2 separate regions of the Mus musculus genome follow, and region 1 is linked to region 2. Evidence: chromatin contacts called from public promoter capture Hi-C data. All regions are on one chromosome and are shown on one strand. The core of a region is the stretch at or near the end of the contact, and the rest is flanking DNA. Distances in the headings are between cores, read along the strand shown. Region 1 holds the start of Tafa4 (TAFA chemokine like family member 4). Region 2 overlaps Suclg2 (succinate-Coenzyme A ligase, GDP-forming, beta subunit).

Evidence for each region. Promoter capture Hi-C pulls out the DNA fragments that hold promoters and counts their contacts.
Region 1: a contact with region 2 is called in a promoter capture Hi-C map of hematopoietic stem and progenitor cells, with 5 times the contacts expected there. The contact joins the promoter of Tafa4 here to the enhancer-like site in region 2. A contact is called at or near these places in 12 of 39 promoter capture datasets (the 3T3-L1 cell line, 3T3-L1-derived adipocytes, the C10 cell line and 7 more), 1 of 115 datasets of contacts at active chromatin or transcription factors (embryonic stem cells) and 1 of 9 other capture datasets (embryonic stem cells).

What each region holds. Positions count from the first base shown.
Region 1 is chr6:97,055,174-97,061,827 of GRCm38.p6, reverse strand. It overlaps Tafa4 (TAFA chemokine like family member 4), which reads left to right and starts at 1,417. Exons shown (of 6, transcript NM_177233.5): 1 at 1,417-1,697.
Region 2 is chr6:95,551,184-95,557,124 of GRCm38.p6, reverse strand. The region is part of intron 9 of Suclg2 (succinate-Coenzyme A ligase, GDP-forming, beta subunit); the gene reads left to right. Among named protein-coding and RNA genes, the nearest start is that of Suclg2, 160 kb to the left of the region's middle. Within about 2 kb of position 4,359, at least 39 of the 459 cell types and tissues checked have an H3K27ac peak or open chromatin away from gene starts, as enhancers often do. A contact at or near this core is called in hematopoietic stem and progenitor cells, where this site is marked.

The DNA.
Region 1 (6,654 bases), core at 168-2,667, 1.5 Mb before region 2:
ACATCATTGGACATTTACCAGGATGTCCTTTAACTGTACCATCATAGGAACAGGCACGCTCGCAAGGGTTGCTCATGGTTGAAAACCCTTAGGTTGGTGACAATTTAATAGCGTGACTGACTTTGCAAGGCCCCAATTTTGATAACAAAAGAGCCAGGGATTGTCACTGTTTTGCAATCAGGGAAATAATGTGGTGTGGCTTGTGTGTGTGGCAGGAGGCGTGGGAAACAAGGGCAGTGGCCTGGATGAGACCAAGCAGCAGGGAGAGAAAGTGGATATATGTGGATGCGTCTGCGGTAGATGGCTCATCATTTTAATTCAATGAAAAATAAAAGGACTGGGGGTGGGGTGGGGGGAGCTGTTAGCCAGTGGCAGAGGACAGCACGGTGACAGAGAATGGTGGTTTTCAAACTGCATGCATATAACAACCACATGGGGACTTTGAGTTTAAATGAAAATTCTGGTTCTAGGGTGGAGCCTGAAAGTCCAAAATTCTAGCCTGGTCTCAGAGAGAAGGCACGTGCTTGCTAACCGGGGTCAAATATAAGCGGTACTACTACTAATTAACTCCACAATTGTGAGCAAATTATTTAGCCTCTCTGAGCCTTAGTTTTCTCATCTATACAATGGCGGTCAGATGAGAGAAGATACTGTTTAAATGCCGCTGATTGTTGGTTACTTCTGTGAGGGAAGAGGGAAAAGCGATTGGATGGGGCTGGAAACAAGGTAGAGGTAAGGCATCAAAGAACTGGATTTTAGAGACAGGATTCAGGCTAACGGTAAACGCGCTATGTCGTCTAGATGACCTTGAACTTCTGATCCTCCTGCTAGGGTCACAGACTGCATCACTGCATCTAGTTTTATGTAGTGCTAGTGCTGGTCTCTGGCATGCTTAGGCAATGAGTCCCATTAAAACAGGTTTGTTTGTTTGTTTGTTTGTTTTTGTTTTAGAAAATCATTTAGCTATTAACCTGTGTGTCAAGTTTTCTCTTTTTCTCACGCAAAGACATTACGCATGCAGCCAGACTGCTTTTGCACACGTTAGAAGATGCCTGCTTGCAGTCTGTAGTGGGACCTCTGTGGAGGAAATGGTTTCAACTGGGAGCGGAACCCCAAATTCTCCTACCGTTTGCAGGGCTTAACTTGGCTCTCAGGTGTTCAGAAGAATCAACACCTTTCCTCCAGCACCTGCGGAGTAGTGGCCACAGCGAGGCGCTCGCTTAGGAGAGGCGCACACAGCAGTACGGTAGGGAGGTGAGGGAAGAGGGGTGGAGGGGGGGTGGGGCTCAGAGGACAGGCCCACGTGGACTGCGGGGTTTGACAAGGGCGCCAGCAATCGGGCAGTCTGGCCAATCAGCGCTGTCAGCGGCCAGCCGGGCTCCTCCTGGTCAGCTAGCTCTGGGCTGGTTTCTGCACTGCTAGCCTGGAGCCACCCTGGACGGGGCGCACTTGCTGGGCGCGCAGGGCTGTCTGCACCCTCTGGGATCTGGCTGGGACAATGTTTCTTCTTTAAGACACGGCGCTTCCCACGGTAGCTTTGGCTTCTCTTTGCAGCAGCACCGGAACTTTCCCCACTTTCGGCCGTACTAAGAGGGTGATGGGCGCAAGTCGCCAGCTGAGCATCCTTTGGTTTCAGTGCTGTGATCGGCGCTTCACTCTGGACTCCCGGATCTGACTCGGCTGCTCTTTCTAGTCTAGTAAGAATGGGCTCTGGGGTAGAGCTGGCGGGAGAAGGGGTTAGAGCAGCCTTGAACCTTATGCTTAAGCATGGTCTCCGCGAGAAGAGTGGCCTTTGGGGCTAATTTCAGTTTCACTAGTCTCGGTGTAGCTAGCCCTAGTCACTCCAGCATTTAGCAGGGAGCAGGGGGAAGTACTTGAATCAGCCGCGTGCATCCTAAAGTTAGAAGAGACACTGAGAAGGATACGACGTGCAGCTAGGGGTTATGAGTAGGGACGGCGGGCAGCAGCCACTTCCAATTTGGGAGTTCAGACTCTGGAGCCCTACTGGTGCTGAGGCAGCCACTTGATGAACTGGGGTGAGCAGTCTCAGGGCGAACACCCCAAGAGCTGGAGCTTCTGTCTGGCCACTGAGGTCTCATCCTTTTGCATCCGAGCAGGGGTCCTTACAAGTATCAGCAGGAGGAAGTAGGTGGGCTGGTTCCTGGACCTCCGACAGCTTGGGCTGACTGGGAGCGCAGGTGGTTAACAGGGAAGGGTCTTAGAGTTCTGGTGAGGCATCTCGGCTTTGTCCACCAAAGCTGCAAGCGCCTCAAAATTTATTTCCCTCTTGCTTCAGTTACATGGCCACTTGTCTCGCACCGCACCGCAGGGCGTCTTTAACCCAAGCTTGTCCTTGGAGAATTGGAAATAGAAAGCTTTATAGCCTGCACCTGGGAAGGCAGCCCAAGCCACAAGCTTCTTGCTAGTGTGTTAGTGTGTTTTTTCCCTTGAACGCTGAGTTATGAATCAGCCAGAAATATGCATATGTACAAGTTCACAGACTCTTGGAGTAGCAGCCATGTGCCAACCCCCACCGGGACTGAAGTATCCCTTTTGGTGAAGCGTACTGATCCCAGAACTCTTTTTGCTTTTAACTTTTTAATGCCCTTCCCTCCGAGAAGAGCAAAGTTAATAAGATGTGACAGGCAAAAATCCCTGCTTGGAGGCGGCCTCAGTGGGAGAGGGGGTATTTCCATTGAGTCCTTAGTCTGATATTTCCTGTAATCCTTGATACGGGGATAGCCCATCTGCTGACTCAGGCAACCAAACCTGTGCACATCAGTGACTAAGCTTCGTCAAAACATCTTTGCTACAAGCAAGCAAACAACAAACCAGCAACAAAACCCCAATATAATTTAGGAATGGCAGTCTGACAATGTAGTTAGTGTTGTTGACCGCTTGGCTATTTAGGAACAGACGTTTGATTTGCTTTGAAGAATTCTACAACCGATTCTTGGATGAGGCACATTTCTGCTAACTTGAGAGTCACAAGTCAGGGGTGCAAGCCCACGTCCTCTGGGTTGGAAATACAGGTCTTGTTAAGATTTCCAGGGTCTCTCCAACTGATGGTGACTAATGTCCTCTCCAAATGACCCAGAGATTTGGCATCACTCTTTGGTGCACAGAGCTTTCTAGGTGTGGATGCTTTCTGATCAATAGTTTGTTTCAATAGCTTGATCGATGGCTGTGTTTCAAGGTTTCCTCCCTTAAGTTCCTCTCCCATCCTGTTTTTCTAGACTTCGCTCTCTTCTCTCAGTGCTAACTACCTTTGACATGTCACAATGTGTTGGAAGACTTAAGTCATGATTTGATTGGCTTGTTTTCCCTGTTATCTGTAATAAAGTTCTTCAGAAAGGCAGTTTGCAGGTTGTGAATGGTTGTATTATTTCACCTCATTGCAAAATAGACCTGTGAATATCTCTTTGCTATTGAATATTCTTTATTGGAAGCAGCCTCTGATATTTCTAGGACTGGACTGTTCTAGGTCACTTGGATTTCAATATTCATTTTGTGATCTTTTTTGAGGCGTGTATTGTTTGATAACCTAGTTCCTGCTAGTAAAAAAGAACAGATCTTTGCTTTGTCCCCACACCCACCTCCTTTTCTGTGTCACAGAGCCTTTGTTAATAGCAGATTTGTCTGCCCCCTTCGTTTACTGTCACACTTATTACAATACTTTGTTATGTAAATGATATATCGATGCATATGATATTAAAACTGTATTCACTGGGGATTAACCAATGGGCATGATGTCATCAGCAGCCAATCCTCTGCCTGTTTTGAGCTTGCATTGACCAAAATCACCCTATCATACCGAGTATACTGGGTATGGAATCCTATATTGCCTGTGGTAAGGGGATGGAGTCTTTTTTGACACTTTCCAACTCTCCAATTAGTTGCCTGGTTGTAGAGTTTGGGGGAGTTTCTATGTTACGTGGCTTAGCCTAATGCTAAAATTTTCCAATCGGGGTTTTACAATCTCATTAGAACTTGCATAGGTGTACTCTCCCCTTTATGTTCCCTTTCCCTTTGGGGGTTTTCAGCCCCTCTGTGGCTCTGTTTCCTTAGGAAACATCATGGGAAATGGACTAGGTTTGTGTGTGCTCTGTCCACCATACTGCAGCCACCGGAGCAGTGGGCTGAATTGTTGGCGTACAGGTGTTTGCATCATCGGATGTTGGTGCCAGGTCATCCAGGATCACAAGATGTCTTCAAAGCCTCCCTCCACTTGATCATTCGGTGTTAAGTTATCCTCCCTGAAGATGGCCTGGGACTGAGAGTAAGAAACAGGTGAAGCTGTGTGCCATGGGCTTGGGGAGACACTCTCAGTCACCTTCCTCACTCCATAACTATTTGGTCTGAAAATGCTATTTCACAAAGCTAATGTCAGAGCCTTAGGTGGTTCAGGCTTGGAGAACTGTCCCATGGAATTGCATTTCTAATATATTGCCTGCTCAATTTTCACTCCGCAGTATAACCATTTCTCCCAAGAGACCACCAACTCTGTCTACCCATCTATTTGATATTTGTGTAAAAATAAAAATAACTTGCAGTTTTATGGTCAACATTTAAGTTCAGTCCACTTTCCTCTAGAAAGCCTGTCCAAGGGGTGTTTTTTTCCCCTTTTTATTCAAATAGGAACTTAATTATGCATTCTGGTTTAAGAAATACAAAGGCTCTATCTGGAAAGTAGCTCTGAGATCTGATCTCAGAGGGAGGAGTTATAACGCCTTGATCCCGGTGTGCTATGTATTCTGGGAGCATGGATTGGGATCCCAGAGTCTTGATTCTCAGCCCCGGTGTCTGCTCCAAGCAAGACTTACATGCAGTAGTTTCTATGCTGTGGTGAGACCCTTCTCTTGGCTTTCTCAGCAGAGGAGAGCCTTGTAGATTTCTTTCAGCAGCTTGCCTCAGCTGTTGGAACACTGCTTTGGTAAAAACCAGGTACTGGGATGTGACACCTATGCACCTGATTGGCATCCAGTATTGGGGGTACTTGATAATACCATGACAACCTGACAAATCCAAAGGAGGTGCTGTTACTCAACAGGCAATGGAGTCACAGACAAACTGTTTTCTTTTTTGAAATTGAGTACTGCTGGCACATATAAAGAAAGTGTTCTGCCTAGAAAAGAATGACGATTTTAAAATAATGAAGTAAAGAGAGAGTTGGATTTTTTTTTGTTGTTGTTTTTGCTAAACTAAAAAAAAAAAAAAAGCACAGAACACACTATGGCTAAGCTACAAAACCCTTGTGCACTTCTGCAGCACTTGAAATGATCTGAAGGTGGACAGATGACATGATAACTTGTTTGGTGAATGTACCTACAGCCAAGGCCGACAACTTGAGTCTGATTGTTCTGGGCCCACATGGTGGGAGGAGAGAGCAGACTCTTGAGAGCTGTCTTCTGACCATATACAAACACACACACGCACGCACACACAGCAAGCACACACACATGCACAAAAAAATTAAATGCAATAAAATTTAACTTAAAAATCTCAGAGAGGAATTCTCAGTGATTTTTAAAATTACATTTATGGCCATTTCATCAGCTTGGATTCTTCACCTTCTCATTTGTACTGTGTGTCCTTACGTGGTCTTTGAAATTTCAGTCTCATTTCTTCACATTTGTGTCCTCCTTTGCCTGAACACCTAAGTTTCTTTTGTATAGCATGGCTGCTTGCCTGTGACTCAGTGGGCTTCAAATCACAGACTTTTACATCAATCAATCAATCAATCAATCAATCAATTATTAATTAATTATAGAAAGGGTCTCATTGTGTAGTCCTGGCTAGCCTGGAATTCATTAGGCCTTAAACTCACAGACATCTCCCTGCCTCTGCCTTGTGAGTGCTGAGTTTAAGGGTATGAGAATGTCATTCATGCATACAATATATTTTTACCATATGCATCCCTCTCCCAACCACTTTCAGGGTCTACCTCCACCATATCTCCCTCTCAACTTCACGTCTTTGATTTTAACTTGCTGAGACCAATAAGTGCTGCCTGTATATATATAAGACCATCCACAGAAGCATGGACAGCCTACCAGGGCCACATTCCTGAAGAAATCGGATGCATCCTCCTCCCGCAGCCAGCAGCTATCAATAGCTCCTGAGCTGGGGTGGGGTTTCTCAGGGTTTATAACAGGGATCCCAGGACTCTTACTGCCTAGACAAGTTTTATTTTTGGCTACTCATTGCTTTAATTTAAATATTTTTTTATTTGTTTCATAAATGACAAAGGTGATACATGCTTGGAGTTGAACATTCAAATATTATGGATGAATACAGAAAGGAAGGTTAAACACCTACTTTGCCCTGCGACAGAGACATGCACCTTTTTCACTTTCTGATGAATTTCTTTCCATTTTACCTCTTCTGCTTTGATCCACTCGCAGCTGTTGAGACTCAATCACTTTGCTAAGAGGGGTTCTCATCACCTTCCCCACTTTCCCGATTTGTTTATTCAGCCTGTTGGAGGGACTCTAGTGATGCCATAGCTGACGAAGAGGGGGCATGTCATGCAATCTGCGGGCTCCCCCCTTGACCATAGGGCCTCCTAATGCATTCTGTAAGGCTCAGAGATGCTGCTCTGGATCCACCTGAGGAAGGATGGCCAATCAGCTGAGGGAGTGTTGTCATTCTTCT
Region 2 (5,941 bases), core at 3,110-5,609:
ATGTTTTGTGACAGTTGTTTGTCATTTCTGCCATTAGCTTATAAGGCACTGATAGAAAGCTGAGGTGCTGATTTGAACTCACTGCTGGGTAGTGTGACATCTGTTGGTACTTGTCATCTTTTCTGACCAGCACAGGACATGAGGCTTAGATTCCAGAGATGGCAGAGGTGGAGGCTGGGTCTGTCTGCACTAGTAGGTCCATAGCCAGAAGGGACAGAGACACTCGAAGGGATGGTGTTCCCCCCACCCCCTTTTATTCCCTGAGAGGAGGTTTTGCTGAGCAAAGAAGCCAGGGGCTCAAAAGACCTGCATCATAAGTGGCCCTGACATATGCATGGACATTGCAAACCAAGCAGAGTTCAGATATCACAGACTTCAGTGAAACACTGAGGGAGGGCTACATTCAACCATCGAGTGTGTGTTTGAATCTAATTTTAAGTGAAGCTTCTTTTAAAACTGTTTTAAATTTTCTTGTGCTATAGAATTTTGGAATTGAATGAGACCTTCAAAATCAGAAAGAAAGCAGCATCATAAGGCAAGTTAAACTTGAGCAAATACAGGAAGACTTGGCATGTTCTTCTGAAATGGAGCCAAGTTCATTATAGCATCAGTTAAGCCAAGACCCAGCTCCTCAAATGGGAGCAGCATGGAGCTAGCACGCCAGCATCGTTGGGGATTGTAGCAGCACGGTGTACTCTCCAGCATGTAGATGTATATGGTCTGGAGGGTTTTACTCTGTTAGAATGTACCCATTCCATCTCGAAGGACTCTGACCGCTGGGGAAAAGCACTCAGTTGCAGAGGTCACTGGTTCTGTTGCCTTACATGGAGAGCCAGTCTTCATTTGGCTTTTGGCAAGTCTTAAGGACTTCATGACTGAGGCTGCAGATACTCAGAAACTGTATGCAGAGAACAGCCTCTTTCTTTCCCACACGCATCTCGATGTTACAAGGAAGCTGGGGTGGCACTGACCTTAGCTCACACTGCAATAATGATGCAGTGTCTATCTAGTCCTAAAGGCTTTACACTCATGGTCAGAAGCTCCTGCGTGGCTCTGGGAAGCCTGTTTAGAACCACAGAGCTTGCGTGATCGATTTGGTTTTTGTTTTTATCATTCTCTAAAAAAAATTTATTTCTCATATATATTCTTCACTAGTTAAGAAATAACACTGTTTGAATTTATTTACTTAGTTTTTTGGTGGGTGTGGGGTGAGGAAGAGTAGGGTACACAGGTGCTGCAAGTGTACGTGTAGAAGCCAGAGGGCAGTGTGTGCAAGTTAGGTCTTCCTTCCACTGTGTGGTCCCAGAGATCAAACTCAGGTCATTAGGTTTGACAGCGAGCACCTTTGCCTGTTCAGCCATATCTCCTGGCTGTCTCTAGCTTTTTTGAAAGCTAATAAATTTCAGAATTCCTTATCCACAGCATTTGTGTTGTCTCCTAAATAATGCAGATCTGTTATTTGATGCACTGTCATGACAGAGGTTGGGACATACAGAAGGACACAGAAGACAATGGATCACTCATTGGTCCTCAGTCCTTCTGTAACAGTTAATAAGATGGGCACTCTCTCTGCCTCCACTGTTTCCTTCTGTTGCTGTGCACAGGGGTTTCTAAGAGAACTTTGATTCATTTTATGTTTTCCCACTGAACAACAAACTGATTTTTTTAATTACATCATTGGATTTTTTTATATATCAAGATTCTTATTACCTGTTTCAGATTCCATTGTGCTTTCTTGTATTTTACTCATTTCTCCATGCTTAAAATATTTAAATGGTTTTCTGTCACCATCATATGATCTCCTCTGAGTCTTTTCATGGTGTATGTTTCTAAGTAAGCTTGGGAGTACACACTTACAGTCATCCTTTTACAGATAGCTCTATTGCAGTTTCCCCTTTTTAACCTAGCACCTACGTGTAGGGGAATTTTATTTCTCTCCCTAAATGTCTCTGGTGACCACATATCTAACTGAGGTTGGTTGTCTTGTTACTTTTGTTGATGTGACAAAGCACCAGGCAAACCATTTAAGAAACAAAGGACATCCCTTGCAGGATGGGGGTACAGCCATCATGTTAGGAGTCACAAGGCAGCTGGCCATGCCGTTTTACAGTTAGTAAGCCAAGAAAGATGCTGGTGCACTTATTCAGGAAGGCTGAGACCCCGACCCTAATAGACTTGTGCCAGTCACAGTAGTGTGCATGCATCTTCCCACTGGAGTTCATCTACGTAATCCCTCCTGTACACACCCAGGGCCCAGATGTGCCCATAAAGGGGTCTAACTGTTACAGGTGACTCCTGCCATTCCCTGAAGAGTTTAGAAGTGATCCAGAAAGTTAAATAGGAACCCACTAAGATGTTACTATTTGGATTTTAATAGATGTCTTCAGAGGGTCTATGCACAGCTAAATCTGTGTACCACCCTGACAGTTGGGTAAAAACAAATTATGGTCACCAAGGATATTTCATTATAAGCTAACCTAATAAGTATAATGCTAATGGGATATGAAAATGACACAATTATAATTCTATATCTTATTATAAATCTCTGACTACCAGATGTGGAGATTGGGGCTAAAACGTGACACTTCAGTGCTTGACCCTTTTCAGAAGCCCCTTTTTTCTTTCTTTTTCTTTGTTTTTGTTTTCCTGAGACAGGGTTTCTCTGTGTAGCCCTGCCTGTCCTGGAACTCACTCTGTAGACCAGGCTGGCATCGAACTCAGAGATCCACCTGCCTCCCAAGTGCTGGGATTAAAGGCGTACGCCACTACTGCCCAGCAGAAGTCCCTTTTTTTATGGAAATGAAAACAGTAAAATATTCATAGGTATTGTTGTGCAACATTGCTTTTGGTGTGTCAAAAAAGAAATGTGATTTGACCTGTCATTCTCAGGCACATGTTACGAGCATTCAGAATGAACAAAGTCAGTGGTAGAGATAAATCTGTTTATAATGTAACATGTTCCTGTTGCTCTCTCTGTGTTTATTAAGTGCGGGCTGTCCAACAGTGTGAACATACACATGAAAAGTTTGTGAGAGTTTTGTTTGTTTGTTTGTTTGTTTGTTTGTTTTGAAGTGTTATTTTGGGCTTGGGAGATGGCTCAGCACTTAAAATGCTTGCTATACAAGCAAGACGACCCACGCTTGTATGCCCAAAACCCACATAAACACGAGGCAGGTAAGGTTCCTTTAGTTCTAGCCTCAGAATGCAGAGCCTGGGCTAGGGGATGCTCTAGAACAAACTGACTGCCCAGGCTAGCCCTATTGGCAACCTTTCGTTTTGATTGAGGGACCCTGTCTCAGAGAATAGGAGGATTCTGCAGGAAGATTCCTGACATCTTGACTTCTGCTTCCCACCTCTGGGAGCACATGTGAACATGCACACATGCACAGGCTCACCCCCTGCTTGTGAAAAGAAGAAAAAGATGGTTTCATTCATTTGTATGTATATGTGTGTGCGTCTCTTTCTTCACATGTGACCTCTGCAGAAAGAAGTTCTTTGTATGTCTTCTTTTTTTTTTTTTTTCATGATCTTGAGTGAATACAGGGTAGATATGCATCATGGATGTGTTTGGTTCAAGAAAACATTTAGTTGGCATTGATAACTGGGCTCCTCCGAAACTGTAGCATTTCTCCCTGGAGCCAGAGTGTGTCTTTTAAAAGGAAAAGAAGAGCTGAACAGGGTCTAAGTTTTTCCACATGGAAATCGATAGCGGCAAGGGCAGACCCACTCCATCCTGTCAGATGCCATCTTGATAAGCGTGGCTGCTTTCCGAGTTAGTAATGGCAGAACATCAGATTTTGCTTCCCTCACAAGACAGAGCTATAAATTGAGAAGTTTATTTTTTCCTTCCTTAAAAGCTGCAAAAAAGCCCTTTAGATACATGGAGGCCGTCAGTGCAACCAAGCCGACTCTCCAGCAAGCCCTTTCAGTTACCTGGTATATGAACACCCATTTCATACAATCTGGTTGTTTGGTTTTGATTTTTTATTTAAAGTACCTATAAAAAGCTAACCAGCATAAGTTTGGTTTTTTAGGGTAGAGTGTTTTGACAGAGATGCAACATAAAGGCTGGGCAGGAGATGCAATATACAGAAGCCTCAGCCTTTGGTCTTTCTCTCACCACAATTAGCAACACAACCTTAGAGCCTACTTGTCAAAGTCTATCATGCTGGAGAACCACCCAGAGAGCTGGGTACAGCACATACTGCCAGGTGCCACTCTGGATAATTTTCTTCAGGTCAAGAAGCCAAAAATTGGGCAGGAATGAGTGTATTTGTCACAGTCTCAAGACCTGACCCAGACAGGATCTTGTGAACAAATATTAGGGGGAGTGGCAAGGGACTAGGAGAGGCTGGCTCTGACCCGGCAGACAGGAAGGTGTGGGAAGATGGTCTGTCAGTCTGTGAGCCAGACACAACCAGAAGAGGCCCCAAGTTTCCTAGGACTGCATCTCACCGGGTTCCATTAAGTTGGAAATTACAGTCTGAGCCCAGCTACCGCTGGCAAGCAATCTACTATTTGGTGGAGTCTCAACAGTAAGTCTTGAGTTACTGCAAGTGGGGTGAGCAGAGAGGGGGTCTGTAAAGTAGTGACACATGAGTGAACAAAGGGACCGAGCAAGCAGAGCAGAGAAAAAGGGAAGTGCAGCAGCTGAAGGCCAAGAGAAGAACGCTGAGGAGGCTAAGCTTAGGCTGGGCTCCCCTCAGGGTGGGTGAACGACCAAATTAGGAGTTTGGGATTTTATTCTTAGAGAGAGGAGTGGGGAGAAAGAGAAATCTCACAAAGACTTGCCACACCACCAGAATGACCAAATCTTAGGAGAGGGTGGGGTCTGCATTGTGGGAAGGGAACAGAGGAAATAGCTTACTGACGTGATCAGTTCTTCCTAGTCTGGACATCCCTGGCCACAGGCTTTCGAGGCCTTGGGTTTTCTACAAATCCCTGGGCTTTTGAGAGCCCTCCGATCTTCAAAACATCACACTGTGGATGTAGCCACATAGATTCAGATAGCTTCACAGAGCTATACCACTACAGCCAAACCAGCTGAAAGCCTGGCCTATCAGTCTCGTTTCTTTTCCTATATATTATTACAGAAACTGTATGCACACTGACACCTGAGGGAGAACTCAAGCAGAGTATCTCTTAACATTCAGAGGTAACAAAGGTAAATACATGAGTAGAATGTTCATAAATATAGTTACCAGTAAATTCTTCCCTACCGATCCCTGTCTCCCCATAGCTCTTGCTGGGGAGATGGCTCAGTTGGTAAAGTGCTGGCCATGTATGCCTGTGGACCTGAGTTCCCATCCCCTGCATCCATGTAAAGGCCAGTTATGAAAGCTTTAACTGCATCTCTGAGGGGCTCTTGGGGGCTGGAGTTAGAAAGATCATAGGGGTCACTAGCCAGCCACCCTCGCAGTTGGTGAGCTCTAGGTTCATTGAGGGTCATTGTCACAAAAACAATGTATGGTATAACTAAGAAAGAGACCGAGTGTTAACCCTTGGCACCTCAGTGTGCACACAAGTGCACATGTGCCAGCGCACGCATGCACATGGACACACGGGAATGTGCAACCCAGCATGTTAAGAAAGTGGGAACACAAGTTTGCACTTAGATTAGGGCAGGTTTTCAGACTCCTCTCTCAGTCCTTACCACGCCTACTTTGAGCCTAGAGGCTCTGAGACAGTTCTCGTGTCTGCTGTTTGGACCAGGTTTTAGCTGAGTGAATAAAGACCCAATGGTTAAAATTTAGAAGTGTGTCCCTTGGCATTGAGGGTACTCCCATTTCAGAGATGCCAGACATAGATGTGCTTGTTTCAGAGGAGAGTCTGCACATCCACTTGTGATTCCCTCCCCCCTCCCCCAAGGTCTTCTGTTCCTCTAGCCTTGCATTTCCTGTCCTTGGGAACTAGTAAGCCCTGACTGTCCAGGCGGGGCCAT